Linked DNA regions of Rattus norvegicus: region 1 is linked to region 2. Evidence: chromatin contacts called from public Hi-C data. All regions are on one chromosome and are shown on one strand. Each heading gives the region's core, a stretch centred on a gene start, on an enhancer-like site or on the middle of the called end of the contact. The rest is flanking DNA. Distances are from core to core; before and after follow the strand shown. Region 1 overlaps Gclc (glutamate-cysteine ligase, catalytic subunit). Region 2 overlaps LOC108351748 (a long non-coding RNA gene).

Region 1 (3,158 bases), core at 594-3,093, 170 kb after region 2:
TGAATGGCGGCGATGTTCTTGAAACTCTGCAAGAGAAGGGGGAGAGGACAAACCCCAAGTAAGCTGATCCCTCAAGTCTCAGCCTAGTGCTTCTGAGCCCTTGGAGTAACCAGGACATAGGCTCTTTCCTCAGCTGTCTAGAAGGCAGGACGATGGAGGGTAAGAGGGTAGGCTTGGGTGCCAAGCTAGAGTCTCTGGTTCTGGCTCATCTAGTTGGTAGGTGAGTAGCCTTGAGCAACCCTCTGTGCCTCAGTCTCCTCATCTCTATAAACATGTGGCTAACAGTAGTTATCTCACAGGCATTTCAGAATACTCAGTACGGTCAGCTACAGGGTGGAGAGATTTTTTCTTAGACACATTTCTGAAATGTGATTGAGATCCGAGCAGAGTCTGGAAGCAGTTTTGTTTTGGCAACATGAGGTTTACGTCTGTCTGTCTGTTTGTTTGTCTGTCTTTTCCTTCTCTTTCTCCTCCTCCTCCTCCCCACCCTCTTCTTCATCTTCCTCCTTCTTTTGCTTGCTTTTTTGTTAGCTTGTTTTGTTTCTCAAGACAGGGTTTCTTTGAGTAGTCCTGGCTGTCCCAGAGCTTGCCCTGTAGACCACGCTGGTCTTGAACTTAGATCTGCCTGCCTCTGCCTCTTACTTGCTAGGATTAAAGACATGTGCTACACACCTGACCTTTTAGTGCTGGTTAAATATTTCTTTACCTGGGAGTAGAGAGGGGCCAGGGGCATCTCTCTAGTTCATTTTCTATTTGGTCGCTTTGGGAAGCTGCATTTGAGAACCTCAATATTAGCCTGTAAGGCCTTCCTTCCTTCCTTATAGAGTGGACTAGCTTTGTCCTAGACAGAATACTTGTGTGCATTTTCAAAAACTTATAAATATTCTGAACTCAACATTTAGTAGCCGTAAGTAGTTGAAAAGCAATGGAAAATTTACAGCTTTAATAAGCCTCTTTTTTAAAAAAATTAAGTGGACTATAGCAAAAGAATAAGCTGAAATCATAATGACTTCTCTACAGCCACCCAACCCTCTGGAGACCAGAGTATGGGAGTTACATGATTGAAGGGACACCTGGCCAGCCGTACGGAGGAACGATGTCCGAGTTCAACACAGTGGAGGACAACATGAGGAAACGCCGGAAGGAGGCTACTTCTGTATTAGGAGAACATCAGGCTCTTTGCACGATAACTTCATTTCCCAGGTTAGTTCCTACGTTAACATGTTCTAGCAGGAATATCAGACTGAGGTTATGAAGAAAGTAAATCCTGACCTGCTCATTTTCCTCTACAATTCTTACACTTGTTCATACTGTTGGACAGTACAGCACTATCATCCTCAGAGTTCACTTTAAGGAACTACTGCACAAGTGAGTCACTCCCCAACCGGCTTGTGCTGGAGGTCGGACTGCTGACATTTGATACATTCTTACATTAGGACTGCTACAAGCATTGCATAGCAGCTTCATGGTGGGCGGGCTGTGCCCTGGTAAGGGTACACATCTGGACAGGGTTGGAAATGACCCTGTGACTGGTGACTGGTGGCAGTGTGGGGAGAGTGTGGCTCCAGCTCACTGGGGAGGAGCCCAGTCTCCTGTCAGTGGACTGTAGCAGCTGTACTCGCAGACCCGACCTGAAGGAGCATCTGCCCTCCAGCACCTCACTGAGTATTCTGAGCTGTGGATCCCAACCCCCAGAGAGCCTTTGAACTTGGAGGAGGGAGCATACTTTCACAATCTGGCAGATATCTAGCACAGATAAGTGAGATCACGGGGAGGGAGCAGGACCTTGGGGCACACTTGTTCCTGGAGTGCTCTTGCCAGATACTGACTGAACAAGCTGAGTCACATTTGTATTGTGCTGGAGATTGGGGGTTTGTGACCAATAGTTAGGACGGTGAATACCAGTAAGTAAACATAGGGAAGTGTGTTCTCAGATTAGAAAGGGATCCGCGAATGTCCAATGTTGAGTGTAGAGCTCCTGTGTAAGACTGGGGTTCTGCTCAGAAAGCTCACTTATCTATGCTGATGTCTGCCTCCTCCATCAAAAGAGTTCTGGGGTTGAGTATCCTTAGCCTTAAAGCACTAAACTATTGTGATGCTGCTTTTTCTTCTGAAAACATGCACCATTGATCCTAGAAGGACGTTATTTTAAATGGAATTGATAGCTTTTACCTCCCTATTGTCATTCCTGCATACAACAGATAAGTCACTTGTCATATACTTAGAGACAGAGACTCTGGGTGCCTTTTCTTTGCCAGACCCAGAGAGGCTTTGCTCATCAGAGCTGAGGAGACAGCAGAGATTAGTCAAATACCTATTATATAAATATATAATGATGAAATTAAGGAGTGGCATGAGGTGTGGATATGGCTGTGGGTTCTGGGGTAGGGAGACTTCTCCACAGGAAGATGACTGGAGTGATATCCAAAACTCTAGAAGGAGTTTCATAGGAGAGGGGGCAGAGGGACTCTGGGGGAAGAGGAGTCACGGAGAGAGCCTGGTGGGGGGAAGAAGAAAGGGAGTTACCCACTGTGACCAGGAAGCTGGGGTGCAGGTGACTGCTGAGGCCAGGCCGGCAGTTATGAACTTTGATTGCTATTCTGAAAGCATTCGAGACTTTGGGAATCTAGGCTGGGTAGATTGTATCACACGTTTGCTTTGTAGCCCTCATCTGGGCTGTTGGCGTGAGAGCAAATGCATAGCGGGTGCCAGGGCGTGCCAGGCGAGGGAAAGGGCACTCCTTAGGCAATGTTGTGGTGACATGGGTGATGGTGGGCAGTGACAGTGAAAAAAGTGATAGAATCAGCTAACCTGCTGGAGAGCAGGGGACAGATGAAGGTGACCTTAGGTGACTGGTGGGAAACCTTGGGATAATGGAGTAGCAGCCTAAGAATCATGATTGGCTGTGGGTGTTGCTTGTCAACTTTTAGCAAACTTGGAAATGCAATGTCTTACGTTTTGCTTTCTCTCCTTAACATAAGAGAGCTATACATCTCTCTAGCAAACTAAGGCGGGGCAGGAGGAGGCAGCACAAAGCAGAACCATTTTAGACATTGAAGAAATGTGCAGCATTGAAAGACTGTTCTTTCTGGGCCACATTGTCTTTGGTTAAACTCTATTGTGTATTTTGCTTCGGTTAATGGCTCTGTGTAGAATAG
Region 2 (3,250 bases), core at 31-2,530:
GAGATCCACCTGCCTCTGCTTCTTGAGTGCTGGGATTAAAGGCATGCATTACTATGCCCAACTGGAAATATTATCATTTCTAATCAGTCTCCTATTGATGTGTAATATTTCTCTCAGTCTTTGATATTCCGATGACTGACCTTACACATAGATAATGTCATATAGAAAAAAATTCCTGAAGTGAAATTGGCAGGTCAGTGATAGAGAATTTTAAAAACCTTCTAATTTTGGTAAATGTCCTCTATAGGGGTTTGCTACTTATTAAGGCAATATTTGCAACCACCAACTTAACTTGTTTTAAATATATAGCTTGAATAAACACCTTGTAGCATAGCAAAGAACACATTTAATCCCCATGTCCATGTTCCTGACATAAACTGAGGAATCTGAAATTTTCTGAGTGTCAGAACAGTCAGTCTTTTGCTGGGACTCGAACTCCCAGCAGGACTTGATTAGCTTCTGGGTGAGGAAGAAGAAGAGATGGCCATGTTATTGGACAGTTGGAAAGTCCAGCTCCATTGTCTGACATCTGGGGGAGGAAAGAAACTATAGAATTGAGTTCATCTTCCAGGGGTATGAACATTTCTGTGTGCTCAGAAGACAGTGATTCCTAAACTCGTCTCATATAATTCTCACCTCCTGCACATAGAGGAGACTGACCAACAACAGACCAAACAAAGCGAAGCCCAGCTTTATCACACACACACACACACACACACACACACACACACACACACACACACACACACACACTGTTCTTAAACTGGAGGCTTGATGTCTCTGAGTACAAAGCCACAGCAGAACTTCCCAGTTAGTGGTAAAGAAGTCTGAGTTTGAACAAAACCCCCTGTGGTTTTTAGATCTCTAAGCTTACAAGTGAAAGACTTAGTCACAGTGAGTAACCACCCACCCCATCCCGACACCTCCCCCGCTCCCCCCCCCCCGCTCCCACCCCCCCCCCGTTCCCCCCCCTCCCGGCAGTGGACAGTCACCAAAAACTCCTGGAGACTCATATAGCAGGGTCGCAGTGAGTCCTGGCCCCTGGCTACATTTCTTAGAGTAAACGAAAATAGTAACAGGAAAACCCAGTTTGCGATGTCTGTCTGATGTGTGATTTAGGACCTTAAACTTTCATTATAGAAATGGAAGACTGGGATCCCCAAAGGTCGAACCCTGGGAAAGGAAAGATCTGTTATCTAACTCGGAATAGGAACATATTTACCCTGAGGGTGGCAGCATCGGCTTGCCGCTGTGTTCCAGACTAGTCTGGGACGTATTTGTTGGCAGAAATCTTTAGGAAGTGGTGTGAGTCATTAAAATGAAACGGACTCGCTTCTCCTTCCCGCTGGGTACTTGGCTTCTGTTTTCTAAGGAACATTAGGATAAACGTTAACTTAAGGAAGCCGAAGGGAGAGCATGATAAGTAAGCATTGCTTTTCAGTCTCAACATCTCACTTAGCTCTGAAGTGTGCTTGACAAAGGGCCGGGTCAGAGTATTAATCTATTCCCTCCCTCTCCTTCTCTTCCTCCTCTCCTCTCCAACCTCCCCGCCCCTCGTTTTGTTTTGTTTTTTTGTTTTTTTGTTTGTTTGTTTGTTTTGGTTTGGTTTTTTTTTTTTGTTTTTGGTTTTTTTTTTTTTCTTCTCTTCTTTTCCCACCTTTCCAGACAGCCACCATTTAAGCCCTCACATTTTTAAAAGGTTTTTCCCTCTTTTTGTTTCTCTGTGATCTGCTGGAGACGGATTTAACCTGAGCTTTGAAAGGTCTTGGGCATCCCTCCGCTGTGGACACTCGCTGTGCTGGGCTCTGAATGGCCCAATGGAACCTCAGCCTTCCGAGCCTCCCTGGGAGGATCATTTCCTTCTACATTGTTAGACTCTGACACCTGCATTCCAAGAGGCTTCTTAGCTCTGCCACCTGCTGAAGCCTCAGACACGGCTAAGCAGCAGCCTTGGTGATAGCAAGCCTGGTGACAGGAGTTAGCCACCAAGCTTTGTGCCAATCGGAAGCTACTTCAAGGCCACCCAGCAAGACTGGAGGCACTTTGGTAGACAGCTTCCCCTTTCAGATTTTGAAAACAAAATGGTGTGTATTTGTTGTGGTCATGGATAAAATGTATTTGTGTATGCTCTTACTTTGTTACTTTTAAAAAAGACTTCATTGCGTCTCTTCACTGTACTTAGTACTGGGTTATGTAAGGATGTTTTCATGGTATATATTATGCACTGGCCTTCTCACGTGTTCTCTCCCCTGGCTGTCTTCTGGAATATGTTGTTTCACCCTTCTGTTTATAGGTTATATGCTCTATTTTTTTAACTTTTCTTTTTTTAATTTTATTTTTCTTGGACAGTTTATGTATTTACATCTCAAATATTATCTCTTTCCCATACTCCCTCTCCACTCCCCCTGCTTCTATGAGGATGCTCCCACTTCCACCCACCCACTCCAACCTCAATGCCATGGCATTGCCCTACATTGGGGAAATGAGTCTTCATAAGACCAAGGGCTTTTCCTCCTATTCATGCTGAACACTGCCATCCTCTGCTACATATGTAGCTGGAGTCGTGGGTCCCTCCATGTGTACTCATTGGTTGGTGGTTTAGTCCCTGGGAGCTCTGGTGGGGTCTGGTTGGTTAATACTGTTGTTCTTCCTATGGTATTACAAACCCTTCAGCTCCTTCAGTATTTTCTCTAACTCCTCCAATGGGTTCCCCTGTTCTCAGTCCAATGGTTAGCTGCAAGTATCCTCATCTGTATCAGTAGGGCTCTGGCAGAGCCTCTCAGAGAGCACACATATCTGGCTCCTGTCAGCAAGCACTTCTTGGCATTAGCAATAGTGACTGGGTTTGGTTGGTGCATATGGGATGGTTCCCCAGGTGGGGCAGTCTCTGGATGACCTTTTCTTCAGTCCCTGCTCCACTCTTTGTCCCTGTATTTCCTCCTGTGAGTATTTTGTTCTCCCTTCTAAGAAGGAACGAAGCATCCACACTTTGATCTTCCTTTTTCTTGAGCTTCATATGATCTGTGAATTTTTTCTTAGGTATTCCAAGCTTTTGGGCTAATATCCACTTATCAGTGAGTGCATACCATGCGTGTTCTTTTGTGACTGGGTTACCTCACTCAGGATGATATTTTCTGGTTCCATCCATTTGCCTAAGATTGTCATGTAGTCATTGTTTTTAATAGCTGAGTAGTATTCCACTGTGTAAACATACCACATTTTCTGTATCTATTCCTTTGTTGAAGGACAT

What was found. Hi-C and Micro-C count contacts between places; a contact is called where the count stands out from the background.
Region 1: a Hi-C map of the A7r5 cell line shows a contact between it and region 2, with 9 times the contacts expected there. The contact joins two enhancer-like sites. A contact is called at or near these places in 10 of 12 Hi-C or Micro-C datasets (the A7r5 cell line, the Rat2 cell line, frontal cortex and 6 more) and 1 of 1 datasets of contacts at active chromatin or transcription factors (oligodendrocytes).

The regions. Positions count from the first base shown.
Region 1 is chr8:87,530,023-87,533,180 of GRCr8, forward strand. It overlaps Gclc (glutamate-cysteine ligase, catalytic subunit), which reads left to right. Exons shown (of 16, transcript NM_012815.2): 2 at 1-58; 3 at 1,021-1,203. Among named protein-coding and RNA genes, the nearest start is that of Gclc, 21 kb to the left of the region's middle. Within about 2 kb of position 1,844, at least 11 of the 93 cell types and tissues checked have an H3K27ac peak or open chromatin away from gene starts, as enhancers often do. A contact at or near this core is called in the A7r5 cell line, where this site is marked.
Region 2 is chr8:87,355,686-87,358,935 of GRCr8, forward strand. It overlaps LOC108351748 (a long non-coding RNA gene), which reads right to left. Exons shown (of 9, transcript XR_010054220.1): 7 at 1,223-1,367. Among named protein-coding and RNA genes, the nearest start is that of Klhl31, 39 kb to the right of the region's middle. Within about 2 kb of position 1,281, at least 14 of the 93 cell types and tissues checked have an H3K27ac peak or open chromatin away from gene starts, as enhancers often do. A contact at or near this core is called in the A7r5 cell line, where this site is marked.